2 separate regions of the Sus scrofa genome follow, and region 1 is linked to region 2. The links are chromatin contacts, called in public Hi-C maps. All regions are on one chromosome and are shown on one strand. The core of a region is the stretch at or near the end of the contact, and the rest is flanking DNA. Distances in the headings are between cores, read along the strand shown.

Region 1 (6,681 bases), core at 1,641-4,140, 34 kb before region 2:
GGTGGCACGTGGGAGTCAGGGGCCCCAGAAGGATTCAGATTACTGAGCACATCTCCTAACCACCTGGGAGGGCTCCGTGCAGGGAGGTTCCACCAGGGCAGTGACTCACCCCAAGCCACCCAGCCGGCCAGGCTACCAGACCAGGGCTGTCATCCCGTCTGCCTGACCAACGGGGCCCAGGTCTAGTCACCCCAGGCTACTGTGTGCCCTCCTGGAGCATGGGGGAAAGAGTCAGGGCTCTGGTCTGGACTCAGAGTTGGGTCCCCTGCTGCCCTGACCTGGCCCCCAAGGCCCCATTAACCGGGAGTGCCCCCTCCTGACAAGATGCCTCTCTCTCTCTTATCCAGTAGGAAAATGCCAACAAAAAACAAGAAAATACACTTCAAGGAGTTTGAGGAATTCACCAGGTCTGTAACAATCATCCGCCTCTGGAAGGGGGTGGGTGGGAGGGAGGTGCCCAAGACTTGCAGGGTCAAGGGGACACGTGGTAGTACAGCGTCTGGGACTCAGTGCCCAGGATCTGAGTGGCAGTAAGATGACAGAGTGCCCAGAGTGCCAGGCAGACACTGTTCTGCATGTTTGCCGTGTATTAACTCACATAAATCCTCTCAACAACCCTAGGAGGTTACTCTTGGCATACCCACTTTATAGAAGAGGAAACTGAGGCATTTTATAGAAGAGGAAACTGAGGGAAGTTTAACTATCTTGCTCAAAGTCATGCATCTATTAAATGGTGGAACAGGGATATGGACTGGCTCCAGAGGCTGCACTGTGAACAGCACATGAAAAGGCCTCTCCAGAGCAGATGGTATGGTCTTAAGAGTCTAGGTTTAGAAGCAGCAAACTGGCAGTCAAACCTGTGCCCTGCCACTTGCTGGCCGTGTGGCTTTGGGGAAATGATCTGGCCTCTCTGGGCCTCTGAGTCCTCACTGGTGAGGCAGATGGGACAACAGAGCCTTCCATGTGACACTGATGGGAGGACTGAGTACAAGTACCTAGCACAGTGCTGCACCTCCACTGCTCACAGTGGGCGGGCTCTGCTGCCCCCTTGCCATATGAATGACCATCCCCTTGTCTTCCCACTCTCCAGAAAGCTGAAGGAAAAGAGGCCTAGTGGTCCTCAGCGAACTCATCCCAATTTCTTCTGGCCGGGTCACCTCCTGGACAAGCTGCAGCTCTACCTACCCACCATGACCGTGGACCGCAGCCTGGCACTGTTCAGTTGTGTCCGACGCACGCCCCAAGCCTACTCAGTCACCTACCACCCGAACCACTGGTGGCCCATTAAAGCCATGAACTACATGACCTGTGCCTACTACGATGCCCCTGAGATCTATCACATCAACTAGGTGTTGCCAAACCTAGCCAACCTTGGGGCCACAGCCAGAGCAGTCAGCAGCCCAGGGCCAAAGACGCGGGAGAATATTAGAGAGCCGGACGGGAGAAACTGTTCCAGTGGGAAGTCATCCCAAAGTGTCCAGGGTCTCAGAGGGCAGATGAGTCCAGGGAAAGTTGTGGTTGTTATTTCCCTCTCCTGACCTTTGTTCTTTTGAAATAAAGCAGGATGGAGTTGCTGTGATCCAGCTGATGTGACTTCTTGCTTAGGAGCTGTGGCCAGAGGGGTGTTGGAAAGCTGAGGTCCTGAGCCTCTTATCTTGGGTCTCGGTGCCTACTGGGAAGCAGCAGGCAGTGTGGTGCCCCTGTGCCCCCCTCAAATAAGTAGCAGCAAGTCTCTCATCCTGCAAGGTCTAAGCCATTTGGGTCATTCTTCTAAATTTCTTAGGCCTTCACAACTGCAAGAATGCCCAATTGTTCATGACTGGTCACCCGCTTCACTCACCTGACCCTGTCAAGACCTTCTCCTTCATGGCACACACCATGTGGGCTGCTGTTAGCACAGTGCCTTCCTGCCTGGAACCCCAGCTGACTCCTTCAGCCCCCAGGACCAGCAGGATTCCCCAGGTGGTGAGCTGTGTGACCTTGGACCAGACCTTCACTTCACATTTCACGGTTCACTTTTCTGGGTCTCCTCACACTCCCCTCCACAGTCAAAATGTCAGGGAGGAGTTGTCAACACTCACTCCCTTCCCTTCTCACCCATCACTCAGTCGACAACACAATCCCCTTCAGCTTTGGTCTCCAGCTGGCCTGGAACTTCTCTACCTCAGGTCACTGATGACATGATAACCCTATCATGTTCGGATTGTGGAATCAAGGGGCTTCTTTTCTCTGAAATTTGATTTTCACAGCAATCTTAAAAACAAAAGCTAAAACGAAGCAAGCCAAGAACAACAATTAAAAACTAGACAGTTTAGCCTTATGGTCAGAAGTGTGGTTTTTGGAGTAAAAACTCCAAACTTCACTCTCTACACTTGTAAAATGGGGAAATTGATAGAACTACCTTCACAGAACTGTGAGAAGCCCATTGAATGAGAGCTGTTACACAGTCTATTTGCTCTTTAAATTCACGTGGGGGAATTCCGCAGTCACTGTTTTATTCCCTCCAGGCCACTAAGAGGCGCACGTCGAAAGAAAAAACGTGGGCGGAAATAATCTAAAAACTGGATAATCCTGCGGAGGGCGGCTTCAGTTCCTGGCGGAAGTGGCTCCTCCTCGCCAGGTCTTAGAAGCTCAAAAAGAATTCCAAATTTTTACGTTGTCCCATCAGCAGGCACGAAAATTTTCAGAGATACTCCTAGATATTAATGTCTAGGAAAACACAGGTGGCTCTCGACGTTTTTTCAGAATTATTCCTCTGACGTGTCTTTAGTTTCTTTGAAAGACCAATAGCCGGAAGTGCTCCTCTTTTCCCTGCCGGGACCCAGAGGTGAAGTCCCATCAGCCCCCGCGCGCACCCTTCCCTCTCTTCCTCGGCGCTGCCTTACGGAGGTGGCAGCCATCGCCCGCCTGGTGAGTGTTAATCGTTGGCCATCCGCATTTCTGTGGTGTCCATCTGGCTCCATCGTGCCCTGTTAAGGAGGCCTAACCTTCCGAGCGGTCGTCTGGGTGGGCATTGTCCTTGTCGGTCGGTTGGAGCGCGTACAAAGAACAGAGCGAAGCGGCCTGGCGGTGATGGCGGCTCCCTTCGCAGGGCTCCCTTGCCTCCTACGGAGGCCACCTGGGGTCAGTTACGAACAGCTTGTATGAGCACTGGGGACGCCGCGCGCTAAGGAGTTCCTGGGGGTCGCGGAGCGATGAGTGATTCAGGCCTAACGGCTCTGAGCTCAAGTTATCGCCTCGCCCCCTCAGCGATGTCTGCCTACCTGTGTTTGTCTGAATCCTCATCTCGGCGCTCGCTTCTCTCCAGTTTCTGGCCTTGGGGTTGCTGCGGTGGGGGGGATCAGCAAAAGCAAAACAAAACGCGACTGCGAGTCGACTTGTTCAGTTAACCGAAATTTTGGTGTCGGGTCGGGATGTCTGGGAATGTTGGACTGCGTTTTGTCTTTTGAGGAGACCATTGGGGGCAGGAGGTCGTTCGTTTTCTGGACAAATTGAGTCCCAGCTCTGTGCTGGGCAAAGATATTGATGAACGTGAACAGAGAGAAAGTGTGCTACAGTAGTAAAAATAGGGTAGCGGGAAGGCCTTGAGGAAGGTGACATTTTAAGGTGATGACCAGGTGTGTTCCAAGGCCTCCAGGCACTTTAGAAGAACCTCACAGTTTTGGGGTGTCCTTTGAGTGTTAGCAGCCTCCTAGGGTAATTACAGGTTTCTTGGTCCCGGCACTGCAAGTGTTGAATGTGCAATATCTGCATCTTACAGTGAGGAAATAGATTTGGGGTCATGTGGATTGCCCCTGGCCTGCAGTTGAGACTCGAATGGGACTTACTGCTTCTCTACAGATTTACCCTTTGCTGTTGGTTTTAGGCATTATTTCTTAGCTTTTGAGTGGGTGAGGTGACCCCTTACCTCCCAGGATCGCATCTGGAGAATGGCTAGTATTCTGCCAGCTTCGGAGTCGGGAGGGACAGCAAGCCTGGCAGAGGTACCCATTCCATTCCTAGCTTGCTTGGTAGCTGGTGATTGGAAGACACTCTGCAACAGTGTTCAAGCCCCTGCAGGAAAGCCTCCTTCTGAGACTTGTTGACTGGTCTTTTGCCTCTTTCTCTAGGCATCATGGCTGCTCTCAGACCCCTTGTGAAGCCCAAGATCGTCAAAAAGAGGACCAAGAAGTTCATCCGGCACCAGTCAGACCGATATGTCAAAATTAAGGTATATGGCCAGGGATGGGAGTGTCGGGGTGAAGAAAGGCTGTTGGGTTTCTGGGATCCCCACCTCAGAAGATGGTTTTTGGTAGATGAGCTGGTCTGTGTCTGGTGGCAAAGCTCTGTAGCATCCCTAGAGTCCCTGAAGATGCCTTACTGGCACCAGTCTTTTGATGTGTAAATTGAAGTTTAAATGACAGAGAACAGTTGTCTGTTTAGAGGTGCCTGGAGGCTTATATTTGTTACATTTCAGGTGGCCTTATGACAGTGTGCTTCTTTCATAGATGAAAAAAACTGGGTGTGATGCTGAAGCCCATGCTTTTCATCTTTATACACAGTCTCCTCACATTCCTTTGTATGTAGTCTTGCTTCTCCTTTGCTTAGAAGAAATATGAATGTGGGTCTATATTCCTGCTGGTCAAATTTACAAGTCCCTATTTCCCCCCCCCCCCCATACACAAAAGTAGAGAAATCCTGTTACACAAAGGCAGCTCCCATTCAGTACATTTCCTTTTCATCTGGTCCTCTCCAAAAGGAGTTGGCAGGCTTCATGGACACTAACCATGTGTTTTCTTTCAGCGGAACTGGCGGAAACCCAGAGGCATTGACAACAGGGTGCGGAGAAGGTTCAAGGGCCAGATCTTGATGCCCAACATTGGTTATGGGAGCAACAAGAAAACAAAGCACATGCTGCCCAGTGGCTTCCGGAAGTTTCTGGTACACAATGTAAAAGAGCTTGAAGTGCTGCTAATGTGCAACAAGTGAGTTGGGTCCCACCTCTGGGTTCAGGTGTCAGAAGCCTGCCTATGTGTTTCCTCTGGGGGGGATGGTGTCTTGAAAAGTTTAGAGACCCAGGACCTGGATAGTGCATGACTTTCCTTGGCATTGCAGCCCGTCTTGCATCCTCTGGCAGTCATTTTCAGAACATCACTCAGGTGAGGAGGGTGTATCCACAGACCTAAGGGGCACCTTACTCTGGCCACAGGTATCTCCAGAAGGTTACAGGAGTGGAGTTGCTAACTGATTAGGGCTCTGATGTGAGGTGGGGGCAAGGGCAGAGGTTGTACATAGGACAGCTTATACAGTTGTAGGGATGCAAGAGAGCGTGGGGGTTCATAGCATTATTTCAGGTGTTTAGAGAAAGTTCAACACTTGGTGAGCTCTGTGCGTAAGATACTTTTGGTCTGCTTAGGCCCAAACTAGGGCAGTGGGTGAGAAAAGATTTCTCATGGGAAGTGATTAAGACTGTTTCTGTCTGGTTCAGAAAGAATTACCTATAGTAATTGTGGGCACAAGTATCAAAATAAAATCATTATTCACACTTTTGGTTGAGTTTCTCTGGGTCAGAAATTTATTTAACTAGGCCTTGAAATGCTGGAAATATTCTTTAGGAAGGATGAACATAGGAATTACTGTTGGTGCCCAACCCCAGTAAGCAGTTGATACAGAATTGTGACAGAAGGTTGCAAGTTAACACCTTTGTGTAACAAGGATTGTAGTGTAAATGTGTTGCTATAAAGATAGTCTTTTTAGGGAGTTCCATGAGGATGCAGGTTTGACCCCCCTGGCCTCACTCAATGGGTCAGGGATCTGGTGTTGCCAAGAGCTGTGGTGTAGGTTGAAGACTGGGTTCAGATTCTGCATTGCTTTGGCTGTGGTGTAGGCCAGCAGCTGTAGCACCAATTGGACCCCTAGCCCAGGAACTTCCATATGCCATGCCTGTGGCACTAAAAAGCAAAAAAAAAAAAAAAGTCTTTTAAAGTAATAGCTTGGCATTGCAGCCCAAGAGCCATAGAAATACTCTGAATCTGTAGTGTAATTCGCAAGTTCTATTTCTGGGTATTTGTCCTTAAGTCATTGAAAAGTTGGGAAACTATATAAGCTGATGATTGTAGCAGTAACCGAACAGTTGAACATTGGTGGGTGATGGATGGTGCAAGCACAGGGTGGAGTGTTGGACATATATTAAAGCACTTGTCATGTATGGGAGTATGGGAAATGCCCAGGCAGAGGGCAGAGTATTGGAAAGTCTGTGCAGTATACTTGTGATTATTAAATATAGACGAGGACCTGAGGAGTTTTTGGGAAATGAAAGAAGAAGGTGAAAAGTGTAATGGAACTTATGAGTTTCCTTGATGACTTAGGGTAACGTTTTAAGATTTTTGAGCTTTAGGAGTTATTGCTGTGGCACAGTAGATTAAGAATCCGACTGCAGCGGCCTGCAGGTTCTGCACCTGGCCCAGCATAGTGGGTTCAAGGATCTGGCATTGCCGCAGCTGTGGCATAGGTCGAAGCTTTGGCTTGGGTTCAGTACCTGGCCTGGGAATTTCCATATGCTGTGGGTGTGGCCATTAAAAAAAAAAAGGTATTGTATTTGAATGGCCTTCTTTACAGAAAACAAATATCATTTGGATTTGCTGTCTCTTGCTGTGAAGCCATTATCCTTCAGAGTTCTTGAAAAGAACTGTGCTTACTGCC
Region 2 (5,983 bases), core at 1,217-3,716:
TCAATCCCTGGCTCGGCAGAATGGATTAAAGGATCCAGTGTTGCTGCAGCTACAGCACAGGTTGCAAGTGCAGCTTGCATCTGATCCCTAGCATGAGAATTCCAAATCTGCAGGGGGGCCAGAAAAGAAATGATGTGGAAATTCCTGCAAGACCCCTCAGTTGGAGTCTGAGTAGGAACAGAGTCACCCCCTGGCCACAGAGTCGGGGCCTAGGGACAACAGGGATCAAAAACTTCTTCTACCTGCCTGGGACCCCCACTTGCAGTCACCAGCCACCTCCAGAAGCCACAGGACACAGTAACACAGTCTCAGTTTCATTCCAGAGAAACCCTAGAGGCAATTCAGCTAAACATTCAGCCACATGGGTGCCTGGACAGCTGGTCAGCAGGACCCAGCTCCCATGGTATTTAGACTTTAAAAATAGACACCATCCTCATATGCTTGGGGTGGTTTTAAGTGTTCTCAGGGCCGCTGGCAGAGCAGCCTGAAAAGGCTTCTCAGGCTCTAGTTGGAGGCCAGTTCCCCCTCCTGGAGCTTGGACTTGAGGCCCTAGACAGTGGTGCAGATCTCATTGTCGGCCACTGGCCGGCTGTGTGACCTTGGGCAAGTCACATCACCTCTCCAGGCCTTTGGAGAATAGGAAGAACAGTCACTACTACCCAGGAGGACTGAATGAGATTACAGTGGACTGCAGGGAATCTGGACATGGAAAACATTCACTGAGCACCTACTGTGTACCCAGAACAGGCTCTGGGACCCAAAAAGAGAGCACATGGTCCAGTGGTCCAGGTGCTTAGTCTCCCTGGCTTAAGAAGTGATACAGCAGAAATACAGGGCGGGGAGGTGCTTTACCCTGCCTGGGTATCAGGAGGCATCTCAAAGAGGTGACAACTGAGTAGGACCCAGTCAGGTGAAGTGGGGAAATGAAGAGGCAGACAAAGAACATCCAGATAAAGGCCCAGAGTGGGGAGAGGGCTGGCAGATTTGATTTCTGATGTGTGTAGAATTACAACAATGACCAACTATTAAGTGCTTACCTGGGGCCAGCCTCTAATCTAAGCATCCCACATGTATTAACTCATTTACATCTTTACACCAGCATCGGGGTGGGTTCTGTTATCATACTCATTTTATAGAAACAGAAGCTAAGGCTCAAAGGGATTAAGCAGCTTGTCCAGAGTCACACAGCCAGTAAGTGGTTGCAGGCAGAATCTGAACTCAGGACTGTGACTCAGAGGCTCTACTAAAGTGGGGGCTCTTGAGGGGTGCTGAGGAATGAGTTGCAGAAGGCAGGGGTCCAAACAGGAAAGTAGGACCTGGATCTCCTCACCTGTCAGATGGCCTTGCTAAGATCTCAGTCTCTGTGTTAGACTGACCTGGATGTAGACTCCGTTTCTTCACTTACTTGTTTTCTGAGTACACCTGGGCCCTTTAGCCCCTGAGCCTCACTCTCCCTGTCTGTAAAATAGGGATAAAGTGGCAGAATATTCAATGGGTGGGCGTGTCATCTATGTTATGTCTGAGGATTTCTTTTAGCTTAGAGGGTCCAGAACCGGCTGTGTGACCATGGGTAAAGCCTTTCCCCTCTCTGGGCCTTAGTTTCCAGAGGAGGAGGAGGCTGGACCAGAAAGGGAGTGGCCTACAAAACCTGGAAGCCCCACCCCAACCAGCACCTACCTGGGTCTGCAAAGCCACCCCGCCCAACCCCCTCCCTCAAGCGGTTCAGAGCAAACTAAAGAGGGGAGAGAATGGGAAGTGCAGGGAGGAGGCCTGGGATGATTTTGAGGAAAAGAGAGCAGAGCTGAGGGTACGATGACAAAGTCAGCCCTGGGGGCTGAGGTTCCAGGAAGGTAGGGGGTTTCAATGCGGAGAAGCGGCAGCAGTCGCTGGGATCCTCGAGGACAGGCCGAGGGCTCCAGTGCGGGTTGCGGTGAAGGGCCTGGACCCATCCACTGCGGGGAGAGATGCGGGCTGGGCACAACTGAAGAGCGGAGAGGCTGAGGAAGGGTGCAGAGGGGCGAGCTGCGGCTCTGATGCGGGACGGGAGGCAGGGGCTGAAGTTTGCACGGTGGGAGACGCAGCTGGAGTGGAGTCACGGAGAGGGCAGGGCGGCCATGTGCGGGCCAGGGGCCGGGGACACCGAGGCGGGGAGGGGGCGCCTGGAGAAGCGGGGAGAGGAGAGCCTGACGCGGGGAGAAGAGGCAGGGGCTGCAGAGTCCTGGGGCCGGGCCGGCGCTTGGGGAAGGGAAGGCGGGGGGTTTCGGAGCAGGGCGGAGAGGCGGGGGCCGAGCAGCAGGACGCACCTGAAGTCCTTGTCGCTGGATGTCATCTTCTCCAGGAGGCTGGAGATGTGGAAAGCGGCGGTGCTCATGGTGGCTGCGCCGCGGGGCCGCCGGCGGGAGAGAATATGGCGGCGCGAGGCCCCCTCCCCCGCCGCGCGCGGGCTGCGCTCGGCGGCCAGAAATAGCAGCCCCCGCCCCGCCCAGCGCGCCGCGCTCGCCTTGGCCTTGGCCGCCGCTGCGGGAGGCGGAAGGGGCCCGCGAGGGGCTCCGCGGTCTCTCCGGGCGCCAGCCGCTGTCCGGGCCCCGGCGGACGGCCCATCACCGGCTTGCACACTCCCACAGACGGGGAGCTCACCACCTCTCAACTGACACCTCTGCCCTATTCCTGTGCGTCCCTTCGGCTCTGCTCAGGAGACACAGGCACGGTACCAGAGAGTCTCGGGTTCGAACCCCAGATGCGTCTGTGAAGCCTTGGCCAACTACTTGACTTCTCTAATCCTCAGCTTTCTCATTGGTAGCCATTCAGAAAAAGGGAGCTGCTCGTGTAAGTCTAGCCAACCAAAGCACTTCCACCCCCACCTGCTCCCCATCCTGGCCTACCCCAGAGCCAGACAGGATATGGAGTGTAGTCTGCCGCTCCAGGCCTCCTGCCTGCCACTCTCAACCCTCAGGCCATCGCGGTCTGTTTCTTCCCTTGAGGAAGAAATGCCCAGAGAGGCAAAGGGACTTGCTGCAAGTCACACAGCCCATGAGTTCAGGATGGAATCAGGACTGACCCCAGAGTGGGCAACAATCCTTACATGACCCTGCCCACAGTTTCTCTGAAGGTATGTACAAGCTCAGGGTGGAAGGATCTGTGGGAGGACAAGGAGAGTGGCAGAACTTTCCTGAATAGCCAGGAGGCTGCTCATCCTTGGGAGAGGGAGTAGCACACACAAGACAACCCAGGGTTCAAATCCCTGCAGGGTTGCTTCCTGACTGTGTGGTCTTGGGATAATGATCCAACCTCTCCCAGCTATGTTCTTCTCGCCCATTATATGGGGATAAAAGAAATCTTTATAATATGCTTCTTGGGTATCTGTTGCTGTGGGTTCCTGGGTTAAAGCAGCACTGCCCAACAGAACTTTCTGTAATGTGGGAAATATTCTGCATCTGCACTGCCCATGATGGTGGCCATGGCTTACAGGTGGATATTGAGCACTTGAAATGTGACTAGTGTGACCAAGGTACCAAATTCTTAATTCTGTTTACTTGTAATCAATTTTAAATAGGCACCTATGGCTATTGGCTACCATAGTGGACAATGCAGAAAGTAGGGACACAGCAGGGAACTAGAAATCCACAGCCCTTGCCCCTTTGGGCCCAATTATATAAGGAAAATAAGAGCTATACAGAAAACAAAAGCAGGTGAGGGCAAAGATAGAAAGTTCCTGGGTATGGAGGGGCAACTTTAGCCAAGGTGGTCAGGGAGGGACTTTTTTTTCCTCCCCTCTTTTTCTTTCTTTTCTTTCTTTCTTTTTTTTTTTTTTTTTTAGGTCTTTTGTCTATTTAGGGCTGCACCCTAGGCATATGGAAGTTCCCAGGCTAGGGTCAAATGGGAGCTACAGCTGCCAGCCTACACCACACACACAGCAACACCAGATCTGAGCCGAGTCTTCGACCTACACCATAGCTCATGGCAACGCCGGATCCTTAACCCACTGAGCGAAGCCAAGAATCAAACCCGCATCCTCATAGATACTAGTTGGGTTTGTTAACCACTGAACCACACAAGGGGAACTCCCCCCTCTTTTTCTTTTTTGACCACCACACAGCATATGGAGTTCCTGGGCCAGGGATCAGATCTGAGCTGCAGTTGTGTCCAACACTGCAGCTGTGGCAACGCCAGATCCTTAAGCCACTGTGCGGGCTAGGGATCGAATTTGTGTCCTAGCACCCTAGGGATGCCACTGATCCCATTATGCTACAGCAGGAACTCCAGGGAGGGCCTTTTTTAAAGGAAGAGACATTTCGGGCTAAAATCTGAACAGATGAAAGGAGGCAGCTGGGCAAAGATTTGTAAGAAGAGTTCCTCAGAGGGACCAGCAAGTGCAAAGGTCCTAAGGTGGGAACAAACTTGATGTACTTAAGAAAAGGCAATAGCTGGAGTGTGGTCGAAGGGGTGAGGTCCCAGAGGTGGGCGGAAGCCAGACCATTCAGAGCCTTTCAGGCCAAGGTGAGGAGTTAGGATTTTATGTCAAAACTCTAAGGAGCCTCTAGAGGACATTAAGCAAGGAGGTGACATGATTGGTGTTTCGGAAAGACCCTTCTGGCTGCTGAGCAGTCCTGTAGTCAAGAAGGATGGGGTTGCATTAGGGGAGTGGTGGTGAAGGTGGGAAGAAGTGGACAGATTCGGATATATTATAGAAATAGAATAAATAATGACACAGCTACTTTGGAAAACAGTGTGGCAGTTTCTTACACTTAACATGTGACCAGCAATTACATTCATAGGCATTTAGCCAAGAAAAATGAAAACATACATTGACACTAATACTTGCACATAAATGTTCATAGCAACTTTATTATAATCATCAAAAACAGGAAACAAATCAAATGTCCATCCACTGGTGAATGGAGCAATAAAAAGAAGTGAATTACCCTCAACAGAATGGGTAAATCTCAAGAACATTATGCTAAGTGAAAGGAGCCAGACACAAGAGTTTGCATGTTATTTTATTCCATTTGTGTGAGATGTACAAAAAAGGCAAAACTCTAATGAGAGAAATCAGATCAGTGGTTGCCAGGGGAGACTGGGTAGAAAGCGGTTTCAGGGAACTGTGTGGGGTGATGAAATGTTGTGTATCTATTGCAGTAGTGATTACATGACTGTATATATTGGTCAAAACTTATTGAGTTGGGCTCTTTAAAAAGGTGGACTTACTATACATAAATTACTCCTCAATAAAGGATAGGAGTCAATGAGATGGGAATATAGGGGGCTATAACTGACACACATAAAAAAATAATCATTACTTACACCTGGAACAAGTATTGGAAGGATGTAGAGAAACTGGAAACTTGTGCCCTGTTGGTGGGAATGTAAAATGGCACGGCCACTGTGGAAAACAGTATGGAAATTCCACAAAAATTTAAAACTATAACTACCATGCAATCCAGGAAGTCCACTTGGGAATATGTACCCAAGCGAATTGAAGCGGGGTCTTAAAGAATTATTTGAATTATTTGTACAATGTTCACAGCAACATTATTCACATAGAAGCAACCCAAGTGCCCATGAATGAATAAGCAAAATGTGGTCTATATGTACAGTGGAATATTATTCAGCCTTAAAAAGGAAGGAAATTCTGACATCTGCTACAGTATGGATGAAACCTGAGGACTTTATGCTCAGTGAAAGAAGCCAAATCCTGTACAATTCCACACATACAAGGTTCTTAGAATAGTCACAGTAATAGAGATAGAAAGCAAAATGGTGGTTGCATGGGCTGGTGGTGGGAGGGAGTGTTTAACAGATACAGAGTTTCAGTTTTACAAGATGAAGCGTTATGGAGCAGGATGATGGTGATGGTTTTACAACATTATGAATGGATTTAACTCCACTGAAGTGTACACTTGAAAATAATTAAGACAGAGAGTTCCCTGGGAGCTCAGTGGGTTAAGGATCTGGCATTGTCACTCCTGTGGTGCAGGTTCCAGCC

What was found. A called contact is a pair of places that touch in the nucleus more often than the background predicts.
Region 1: a Hi-C map of embryonic fibroblasts shows a contact between it and region 2, with 1.5 times the contacts expected there. The contact joins the promoter of RPL32 here to the promoter of CAND2 in region 2. A contact is called at or near these places in 1 of 47 Hi-C or Micro-C datasets (embryonic fibroblasts) and 1 of 2 datasets of contacts at active chromatin or transcription factors (skeletal muscle).

Annotation. Positions count from the first base shown.
Region 1 is chr13:68,789,387-68,796,067 of Sscrofa11.1, reverse strand. RPL32 (ribosomal protein L32) reads left to right here and starts at 2,890. Exons shown (of 5, transcript NM_001001636.1): 1 at 2,890-2,910; 2 at 4,110-4,210; 3 at 4,783-4,964. The coding sequence starts at 4,115. It overlaps EFCAB12 (EF-hand calcium binding domain 12), which reads left to right. Exons shown (of 9, transcript NM_001243853.1): 8 at 348-407; 9 at 1,091-1,579. The coding sequence ends at 1,349.
Region 2 is chr13:68,755,222-68,761,204 of Sscrofa11.1, reverse strand. It overlaps CAND2 (cullin-associated NEDD8-dissociated protein 2), which reads right to left and starts at 2,466. Exons shown (of 15, transcript XM_021069357.1): 1 at 2,304-2,466. The coding sequence starts at 2,371.